2 separate regions of the Sus scrofa genome follow, and region 1 is linked to region 2. The links are chromatin contacts, called in public Hi-C maps. All regions are on one chromosome and are shown on one strand. The core of a region is the stretch at or near the end of the contact, and the rest is flanking DNA. Distances in the headings are between cores, read along the strand shown.

The links. A called contact is a pair of places that touch in the nucleus more often than the background predicts.
Region 1: a contact with region 2 is called in a Hi-C map of embryonic fibroblasts, with 2.2 times the contacts expected there. The contact joins the promoter of BOLA1 here to the promoter of SF3B4 in region 2. A contact is called at or near these places in 2 of 5 promoter capture datasets (fetal liver and liver), 18 of 47 Hi-C or Micro-C datasets (alveolar macrophages, blood, embryonic fibroblasts and 9 more) and 2 of 2 datasets of contacts at active chromatin or transcription factors (alveolar macrophages and skeletal muscle).

Annotation. Positions count from the first base shown.
Region 1 is chr4:99,154,018-99,159,318 of Sscrofa11.1, reverse strand. It overlaps BOLA1 (bolA family member 1), which reads left to right and starts at 2,082. Exons shown (of 2, transcript NM_001243396.1): 1 at 2,082-2,171; 2 at 2,535-3,260. The coding sequence starts at 2,538. The coding sequence ends at 2,951. It overlaps LOC110260327 (a long non-coding RNA gene), which reads right to left and starts at 2,011. Exons shown (of 5, transcript XR_002343448.1): 1 at 1,775-2,011.
Region 2 is chr4:99,121,887-99,126,983 of Sscrofa11.1, reverse strand. SF3B4 (splicing factor 3B subunit 4) reads right to left here and starts at 3,420. Exons shown (of 6, transcript XM_001926489.5): 1 at 3,293-3,420; 2 at 2,685-2,813; 3 at 1,606-2,148; 4 at 817-1,023. The coding sequence starts at 3,326. It overlaps MTMR11 (myotubularin related protein 11), which reads right to left. Exons shown (of 17, transcript NM_001243446.1): 17 at 4,175-4,862. The coding sequence ends at 4,716.

The sequences.
Region 1 (5,301 bases), core at 833-3,332, 34 kb before region 2:
TAGTTACAAAATACACTAATGAGACAACTGGGGATATTTGTATATTAGATAATTAGATAATAGATAATAAAATAATTAGATAATAATTAGATAATAAAACTGTATTATTAGATAATTGTATATTAGATAATAAAATTGTATAAATAGTAAATGTTTTAGGTGTGGTAATGGTATTGTGGGTATGTAGGAAAATATCCTTGTCTTAGGCAATATATGCTAAAGTATATAGCAATGAAATGTAAAGAGTTTTGCAACTCTCAAATGGTTCAGCAAAAATGATAACAATTTTTATTTTTATTATATACACACAAAGAGAGATTAAAAAGCAAGTCTGGCAAAACATTGTCAGTAAATCTAAGCAAAGGATAAATGGGGTGCATATTGTACAACCTTGCAGTTGACATTATGTTAAAATTTTTAAGTGCGATAAGGGTATTGTGTTTATATTGATATACAGAAGAATATCCTTGTTCTTAGGAGATATGTATTGGAGTACCTGGGGGTGAAATGTCATGCCATCTGCAACTTATTTTCAAATAAAGTATATAAACACATTTTTAAGTATATAGATACACATAAACAACTTAGGAGTTCTCTTATGGTACAGCAGGTTAAGGATCTGGCATCATTGCAGCCACCATTCGAGTGGCTACTGTGGCATGGATTGGATAACTGGCCCAGGAACTTCCAGGTGCCAAGGGTGTAGCAAAAAACAAAAACAAAACAAAACAAAAAAACCCTTAAATATAAATGTATATATGTACAAGCATATAATAATATACACATGTAAAAAATGGTGAAAGGTAGATGATATTTCTTTATACTATTCAACTTTTCTGCAGGTTTGAAATTTTTCAAAATTAGAAGTTGGAGGAATTCCCTAGCGGCACAGTGGGTTAAGGATCCAGCATTGTCGCTACTGTGGCTCTGGTAGCTGCTGTGGGGCAGGTTCCATCTCTAGTCTGGGAATTTCTGATGCAGTCAAAAAAAAAAAAGTATGGAGAAATCTAAAATATAGACTGAATTGACAAATTACATGTCATCTGGGAAAAATCTTATCCTGTTAGTATCCCTGTTTTTATTGTATTTATTTATTTATTGTTTGTCTTTTGTCTTTTTAGGGCTGCACCTGCGGCATATGGAGGTTCCCAGTCTAGGGATCTAATCGGAGCTGTAGCCGCCGGCCTACACCACAGCCACAGCAACGCCAGATCTTTAACCCACTGAGTGAGGCTAAGGATCGAACCCGAAACCTCATGGTTCCTAGTCGGTTAGTTTCCGCTGCGCCACGTCGGGAGCTTCCCTGTTTAAAGCCTTCCCTGGCTTCCACAGCTCCTAGGATAAAGGCAAAACTACCTCAGGAAGCCTACAAGGCTCAGCATGATTTCCTGCCTCTTCCCCCCACAGGCCTACACACTCCCTCAGCTTCCCATCATCATCATCTTGGCCCCGTGGGGTCCAACCATACCTAACTACACCGAAAGGAACACCTCCACCCCCACCCTCACCCCCATCCCACCAAAGTTCTTTCTCCTCTAGGCCTTTGCGCATGCAGCTACCCCCCTATGAAGAATTGAGAATGGGGTTTTGTGTCTCTTCTAAACTCTTCCTCTAAGTTTCCTCTGCTCCCCCAAGCCTCGACAATATGCCGCTCTAGCATCCTGTTCTTGGCCTTATTACAGCCCTTGGCACATGGCATTACAACTGTCCGCTAACTTGTCCATCTTCTCCAGTGTTCCATCAACTGCCCGAGGACAGACAGGGCCTGTCTTACCTCTCCACCCTCCGGGACTGGTCCGATGCAAAATAATTATGTATTCAATAAATGAAATAGATTTCCACAATATATGGAAAATAAAGATGTTGGGCTAGCTGATCTACAAGACCTATTGGAAATAAAATGAATTGAAAAATCTCAATCCCAATTGCTCAGGAATTTCCGTTTTCTTTGCAATTCCTCGGGTTCACAACCTCTGACGACCTCACAAATCGGGCGAAGTAGAGACTACAGTTCCCAGAAGCCCTCGGGGCATCGAATAGCACCTGCCGGGTATCGCGTAGCGGAGACTGCATTTCCCAGCGTGCCTCAGGACGCGAGATTTGCTTTTGGCTCTGACCCTCAGCCGTTCCTTCCGGGAGTCGGAACTGCGGTATTCAAGCCTGAGTGCAAGGTAGAAGGGGCCCAGCCTGGGGTTCAGAGGGGACACAGAGACACTGCTCAACCAAAAGCCCAGAGTTGCACATACCCTACTCTTGCAACCTCCATCTTATTCTTTGCGAATCACCTTAGTAAAGAACATGCCTCACTTCTGGCCCTGTGTACTCTACAGTCGCCCATTCGCTGCCCAAGGCGGGAGGCCAGATTTCCCCCACGTCACACTGAGGAAAGGGGCGGTGGCTCCCGTTTCACTGTCCCGCGGGGCGGCGGGCTCCCAGCTGGAGCCGAGGCCGGGGCTGGGATAGTTGAGAGACTGATCTCTCACCAAGCGAGAGGCCCTGACCCCTCACTGCTCCTGTCCTTGTCTCTGCTTTAGCCGATGCTGAGTGGGCAGCTGGTCGGACGCCTGTTCTCCATGGCCGGGCGCGTCTGTCTGTCCCGGAGCAGCACGGGAGCAGGGACCATCGGTCCCGTCGAGGCCGCCATTCGCATGAAGCTGGAACAGGCCCTGAACCCCGAGGTGCTGGAGCTGCGTAATGAGAGCGGTGGCCACGCAGTCCCACCAGGCAGTGAGACGCATTTCCGCGTGGCTGTGGTGAGCTCTCGCTTCGAGGGATTGAGCCCCCTACAACGGCATCGGCTGGTCCACACGGCGCTGTCCGAAGAACTGGCTGGGCCGGTCCATGCCCTGGCCATACAGGCGCGCACCCCTGCCCAGTGGAGAGAGAACCCTCAACTGGACACGAGCCCCCCTTGCCTGGGCGGGAGCAAGAAAACTCGAGGAACTCCCTGAGTCTTGAGAGAGGGAGGACGAGGAGCCAAATGGGTTGGGTGAGAATAAACTACTGGGGCCTTCTTCCCTTCAATATCTGTAAGAGATGAGGACCCTGGGCCCCATTCAACTGGCATATACTTATTCTCTGGAGACAGCAATTCATTTCACATCAAGGCTAACCCAAGGAAAGAGTAGAATCTCTCTCTACAGCTCTTGGCCTGGACCATTCAGGAAAATGTTTTGTGTTAAATTGTGACTAAGGAACCACCAGACCTTATGAGTTGCAGATAATTCTGTACATTAAAAGAGAAATTATCGTATGAAGTGAATTGCTGTGTTATTAATGGCCTTTTGAGTCAGTGCTACAGATGTTCTCGGGAGGAGAAAGATACTTGAGGCCTAGGATAGTCAGGAAGGGATTCATTAAACCAGAAAGGAGAGGACAGTTGTTGCAGGTAGGGGGAAGAGCCCAAGCAAAAGCATAGAAGCTGGACTGGACAGAGAGTGACAAGACAGCAGCTATAGATGCATTTGAACTTCAGACTTGGGGAATGTTTGGCTTTCTAACAACCTATTCTTTTCCAAAAGGATTACATTTCTTTGTGGAAAAAATTTTTTTTTTTTAACTATCACTAAAGCAGTGAAAAGATGATAACCTAGGAAATGAGTATAGAAGATGGAAAAAACTTTATGTGGCCTTTTTTCATATGAGCCTTCCAAATGTCTTATTTCTGAAGAGAACTCAAGTAGTGTCTAGATATGCAACTTTGTAATGATCTCATGTGGAGATGGAAAGTACTAGAGAAAAAGCTTGATTAAGGTGTATGGACTGTTTCTGGCTGGAATTTAGGATGCATCTGGTTGAACAGTAGGAAGTCATTGCAGAGTTTTAGGGAAAGGCATGCTAAACAGCATTTGGGAGCAGATTGATCTGACAGTGATATATAAGTGAGTTGGCATAGGAGATTGGAGGCACAGAAATCAACCAGTGGTGAAGATGGAACCCTGACCTAGTGGTCAGCTGTGGAAGTGGAAAGGAAGGAGTTAATTTGAGAGTTCCCATTAACAAAAGAAAAGAAAAAAATGGAAAATAGATTTCCCACTGTGGCTCAGCACATTAAGGACCTGATGAAGTCTCTCAGGATGCGGGTTCGATCCCTGGCCTCACTCAGTGGGTTAAGGATCCAGTGTTGCAGCAAGCTACAGCATAGGTCAAAGATGTAGCTTGAATTTGGCATTGCTGTGGCTGTGGAGAAGGCCAGCAGCTGCAGCTCCAATTTGGCCCCTGGCCTGGGAACTTCCATATGCCACAGGAAAAGAAAAATAAGCAAAAGACTTGATTAGACTAGAAATGGACTAGAGCGAGAGGAGAGCCAGTTGTATCCCCCCAGGCAGTGGTTTTCAGGTTTCCTCACAGATGTGAATTCCCAAGGGAGCTTGTTTAAAATGTGGATTCTAGGTCGTCTCTCTTCCAAAAAAGGATTCAGATTCCACCAAGTTGAGAATGGAATCTAGAATTTGTATTTTTAAATGACACAAGATAATTTGAGGAAAGTTGGTTCTATTCTCAAAAATATTATTCTAAGTTTTTGTTCTCATATCTGGAGTTTTTAGATTTCTTAAAATTTATTTTTAAAAATATTTGGAGTTCCCATTGTGGCTCACTGGGTTAAGAACCTGACATAGTATCCAAGAGGATGAGGGTTTGATTCCTAGCCTGGCTCAGTTAAGGGTCTGGCGTTGCTGAAAGCTGTGGCATAGGTCACAGGTCATAGATGCGGCTTGGATCTGGTATTGCTGTGGCATAGACCAGCAGCTGCAGCTCCAATTCAACCCCTAGCCCAGGAATATCCATATGCCTTGGGTGTGGACCTTATAAAAAAACCATTATTGTGGCAAAAACTCTTAATGTTAAATCCACCTTCCTAACAAAACTGTAAGTGTACAATGATATTATCATTGACTATAAGAACGAGGTCATATAGCAATCTCTAGAGCTTACTTATCTTGCTTAATTGAAATTTCCTGTCTTTGACTGGTAATTCTCTATTTTCTTCTCCCCCTACCCCTGGCAACCAACATTCTACTCTGATTCTATGAATTTGACTATTTTAGATAACTCATATGAGAGGAGTCATGCAGCAGTTATTTGTCTTTCTGTGACCGGCTTATTTCACTTTAGTAAAATATTGTCATGGCTTATCCATGTTGTCAGATATTGGAGAATTTCCTTCTTTTTCAAGGCTGACCAGTATTTCTTCGTATGTATATACTATATTTTCTTTATCTATTCATCTGTCACTGGACATTTAGGGTATTTCCACATCCTGGCTACTGTGAATAATGCTGTAGTGAACACGACAGTGCT
Region 2 (5,097 bases), core at 2,171-4,670:
GTATGGAATGTTAATACCCATGGAACAGCCACCCATCTAGGTGGCATCAGTGTACAAACAATGGGACTGTGCAAAAAAGAGAGCCAGACACAAAAACCTCAGCTGAGAAAAAGGAGCCTATTAAGGTGGCTGAGATTGAGGATTCAGAGAGAAAGAGAATCCATAAAAACCAAAAAAGACAAGATTTTCAAACAGGAGGACACGGCCAGTTTCAAGAATAGCAAAGATCAAACAAGATAAGGAGCAGCCTAGACTTGGCATGTAGGTGACTGCTTTGGGGTGGAAGTCAGAGGAAAGAATGGAAGTAAAGGTTAAGAAAACAAAACCCAGCAAGTATAGTTATACTCTTCGGTAAAACTTTAAGAAATGAAAACAGGCTGATAGTTGTTAAAGTAAACAGGCTAAAGTATTTTGTGTTTGTTTCTATAAAAGAATGTCTGGGAGTTCCCGTCGTGGCGCAGTGGTTAACGAATCTGACTAGGAACCATGAGGTTGCGGGTTCAATCCCTGCCCTTGCTCAGTGGGTTAACGATCTGGCGTTGCCGTGAGCTGTGGTGTAGGTTGCAGACGTGGCTCGGATCCCGCGTTGCTGTGGCTCTGGCGTAGGCTGGTGGCTACAGCTCCGATTCGACCCCTAGCCTGGGAACCTCCATATGCCGCGGGAGCGGCCCAAGAAATAGCAAAAAGACAAAAAAAAAAAAATGTCTGGAAGAAAGGAATGTCTAAAGAAAGGGACTCTCTATTATTGTTGAAGGACAGAGAACAGCAGCATAACTGGTGAAAGAATCCCTCTCCTTCCCAGCAAAGAAAACCCACCTGGATGGGGCATCCCACCCGGTGGGAATGGGTGAGGATGTGAGTGTCCATGTGCAGGATGTCCAGCCCCTGGGGTTCCTGCTGATGGAGGGCCATGTCCTCCAGCCCCAGGAGGCATAGGTGGTGGGGGCATGGCTGGGGGTATCCCAGGTGGAAGGGCTCCAGGAGGCGGTACTGGGGGTGGGAAAGAGCCAGGAGGAGGCATGCCTGTAGAGAAAATAGAAAAAGAGTTCATGATAGTGAGAAGAGAGTACCTTTAGGGGGCCTGTTCCAATCTGGCCTCTAGGCAAGATGAGTTCTTTTCCCCTCCTTCCAGCTCTCTAAAGTCAGAAGCAACTTAGACAACTTCAAAATTCTAGAACAGGAGTTCCTGTCATGGTGCAGTGGTTAACAAATCTGACTAGGAACCATGAGCTTTCGGGTTCGGTCCCTGCCCTTGCTCAGTGGGTTAAGGATCTAGCGTTGCCATGAGCTGTGGTGTAGGTCGAAGATGTGGCTCAGATCCCACGTTGCTGTGGCTCTGGTGTAGGCCGGTGGCTACAGCTCCGATTAGACCCCTAGCCTGGGAACCACCACATGCCATGGGAGTGGCTCTAGAAAAGGCAAAAAGACAAAAAACAAAAAAAAATGCTAGAACAATTCAACAATGTTCTTCTCACTGCATCCATTACCTCTCAACCCCTTTCTCATCACCTACTGACTCAATGTCCCCTCCTTTCCAGGTTCTTTTTCCTTCTTCCTGCCCTCCCCCCAATTTAAGACAAACATATTCTGAATAGAAAGCTCTACCTGGTGGAGGAAGCCCAGACCCCAGTGATGATACCACAGGATTTGGAGCAGACGGTGGAGGGGGGGCATCTGCAAAGAGCTGATGAGGGCGGTCAGCCTGGGAGAGTGGGTTCTGTGCTGCCAGAAGTCGTTCAGCTGCTGAGCCATGGCGCTCACCCTTGGAGTCCTTCTTGAAGGCATAGGACACAGTGATTGGGCGGTTACAGAGGTACTGCCCATTCATGGCCTCAATTGCTGCATCCGAAGCATCAAATGAAGCAAAATTAATAAAGGCATAACCTTTGGAGTTGCCTGTGTCAGGGTCCCGCATTATCTTGGGGGTTTGTAAGATGACCCCAAAGGCGCTAAAAGTATCATAAAGCAACTTCTCATCAATTTCTGGGTCCAGGTTTCCAATGAAAATGTTGGCTCCCACATCCAGGTTTTTGTTGTGAGCTGATGCCTTGTTCACCCGTATCGGCTTCCCATAGAGTTTGATCATGTTCATGATCTTAATGGCATAGTCAGCATCTTCCTCACTTAAGAACTCCACGAAACCATAGCCTAGGGAAATGGAAAAGAAGAGTTAACTTAAGTGAAGCGATTCAAAATGAGGTATAACTCACCTTCTAAAGTACAAAGAACAAGAAAAAATAATCCTACTTCAACTGAGAATGGTTCCAGAAACAAACTGAGTTTAAGAGAAAGAAAACTTTAGCTTGCTTATTCCAAACAGTTGTGAATACTGCCGGGACCTTCCAGGAGCAGTTTGTTTCCTCAAAACATAACTGCACTTCTTGGGAGTTCCCGTCGTGGCTCAGTGGTTAGCGAATCCGACTAGGAACCATGAGGTTGTGGGTTCGATCCCTGCCCTTGCTCAGTGGGTTAAGGATCCGGCGTTGCCAGTGAGCTGTGGTGTAGGTTGCAGACGCCGCTCGGATCCCACCTTGCTGTGGCTCTGGCATAGGCCAGTGGCTACAGCTCCGATTCAACCCCTAACCTGGGAACCTCCATATGCCGCGGGAGCGGCCCTAGAAATGACAAAAAGACCAAAAAATAAATTAAATGAAAAATAACTGCACTTCTTGCCATGTACTCACCTTGATGCTGACCAGTGACTCTATCCTTTGGCATGTGGGTGTTGACTACTGGCCCTGCCTGGAGAAACAGTTCCCACAGCAGTGGTTCGCTAACTTTCTCATCGAGGCCCCCCACGTACACAGTGGCATCTGGAGGACAGGGTTAGGAGGTTAGGACAGAGATGAGAGGAAATAAGGAGGTGACGGGAACATGAAGTCGGAACCCAGGCGGTGGAGTTGCGGGTGGAGATGGGGTATTGGAGCAAAGAGAAAAAGAAAAGAAAAAAAAAAAAAAAAAAAAAAAAAGACGTTAGCTTATACCCCTACACCGCCCTCCATTCCAGGTAATACAAAATCTTCTTAAATATAATTTAAAGTTCTGGCGCACATTCTCTTTGTAATTTTTTGTGTGCGTGAGTGGGAAGGCAGCAGGGGATGGGACATAGACAACATCACACCTACAGGCCTCAGCCTCTGGGCACCCGTCCATCCCGCCCCAGCAGGCATCAGGCCGGTCTAGCGCCTTTTGGGATGCTCCAATCTCCCGCCCTGGCGGAAACACTGCTGGCTGTAACCCGAGATCCCCCAAACTCCCCTGGGCCCATCCCGGACTTGTGCCCTCCACTCACCCTGATTCCGCTCGGAGATCGGCCCAGCAGCCATGGCGAAAGACCTCCCGCCGTCTCCAGGCAGCGATACCGCCTCCTGACCGCAGTACTACTTCCACTTCCGGGGCGAAGGCGGACGTAGAGGCGGTGGGCGGGGCCTATGCAGGGGAGGAGCCGGAAGCGGCCGCGGCCATTTTAGGAGCCGCTGAGACTTGAAGTGATTGGTGTTACCGTGTTCCGCGGTCTTTGGTTTTGTGTTGAAGTGCCGCTCTGACAGGTTAGGGCGGGGAACGCGGATCGGAATCTCTCAAACGCCCTAAGGCAGTGCTTGAAGTTAAAGGATCACGCTGCTCCCAAAAATGTCAATTCAGGAGCTAAGAGAACAATATTTTTCGTATATTTTGTGGCCTCCTTTGATTCCCAGAGAAGGGTCTTCTGCCCAAGGCGTGGAGGCAGCTGTCCACCCCGGCCCGCAGCCTTTGGACAGATGGGGCCCCATAGTCCTGGCCTGGGCTTTCATTTTTCCTCAGGGAAGGGATTGCGGAATGTCTGAGCTGGAGTGACGTTGAGCTTGCCTAGTCAGTATTGCATTGGGGGTGACGGGAACCAGAGGCTCAGAGATGGGAGTGTGTGTGACCAGCGCTGAAGAGTGGTTAACACTGAAGTCCAGAGGCTTTGGTCTCAACCCCCAGAGCACACCCCAGCCCCAACAACAACGTCTGGGTCTGTTTTTGCCACATCAGCACCACAGGGAGAACCCAAACTATGAATTCTGCAGAGCTTCACCTGAACCATCCCCTTATTTCCTTAGCAGTAATTCGGTCTGTATCTTCCTCTCTTGAGTCACACCATCACTATCTTACCTAGGTTCCTTTATTCAGACACAAGAAACAATGCCAGCAGTGTGTATAAATACTGTGATTTAATGAACTCCTTAAATAGAAATGCCGTTACAAAAATATACAATTGGAAAAGACTGGGTGTCTCCCATAGCCACACCACACCCAGAGAAAACTTTAAGGGAAGAAATAGAAATTGGAATCAAAGGAGCAGCAGGGGGAGGTGAGAAGGAGGTCTGTAGGCCATCTTGTTGGCACTGACAAATTGTTTCTCTGACCTCACAATTTACCAGCTCAGTATCCAAAATTTCCATCCAAAAGGGTTGGAATGCATGAAAAAAGGGCAATCATATTCCGGATTGGTTTTGTTGGTTTTGTTTCTTTAATTCTTCAGGTCACAAGAAACTATTTAAACCAAGAAGGATAGGGTAAGAGTTGGATAAGGTTAGCCACCTATCAGCTATGGAAACTCAAGTCAGTGAGCTTGTTTAAAGGCTGGCATATGAAAGCTGAGGGAGTAAAACCAGATAAGATTTGAAGGATTAGACAGAATTCTCCCTCACCCCAGACCACTCTCTGCCCCGCCCATGAGAGAGCCAGCAATTTCAGTGGGATTGGGAAAGAATGGTATTTGGATCTCTTTTCTTGGAGTGATCCTCAGGAGATATTCTTGGTGTCCATTTCCTTAATAACTCCTGAAGATGGGATAGCTCATCCTGGAGGCCAGCGATTGTGGGAGCTGAGAGGCCCATCTGGGGAGGGGGTGAAGAGAGGCAGAGAGGACTATTATTGCAGCTCTAGCTCTGCTTCTAAGTTCTGTCTGCTACTTCTGGCATCCTTAATTCTTTCCTACTCCAACTATGCCTTAGGTTCCACTTGATATAAGCCACAAGCATTTCCCCCACACTCCCATACCTCTCCACTTTGATCCCAACAGGAATGGTACCTCACTTCCCAATCCCCAGCCCACTGCCTTTCCAACTTCTG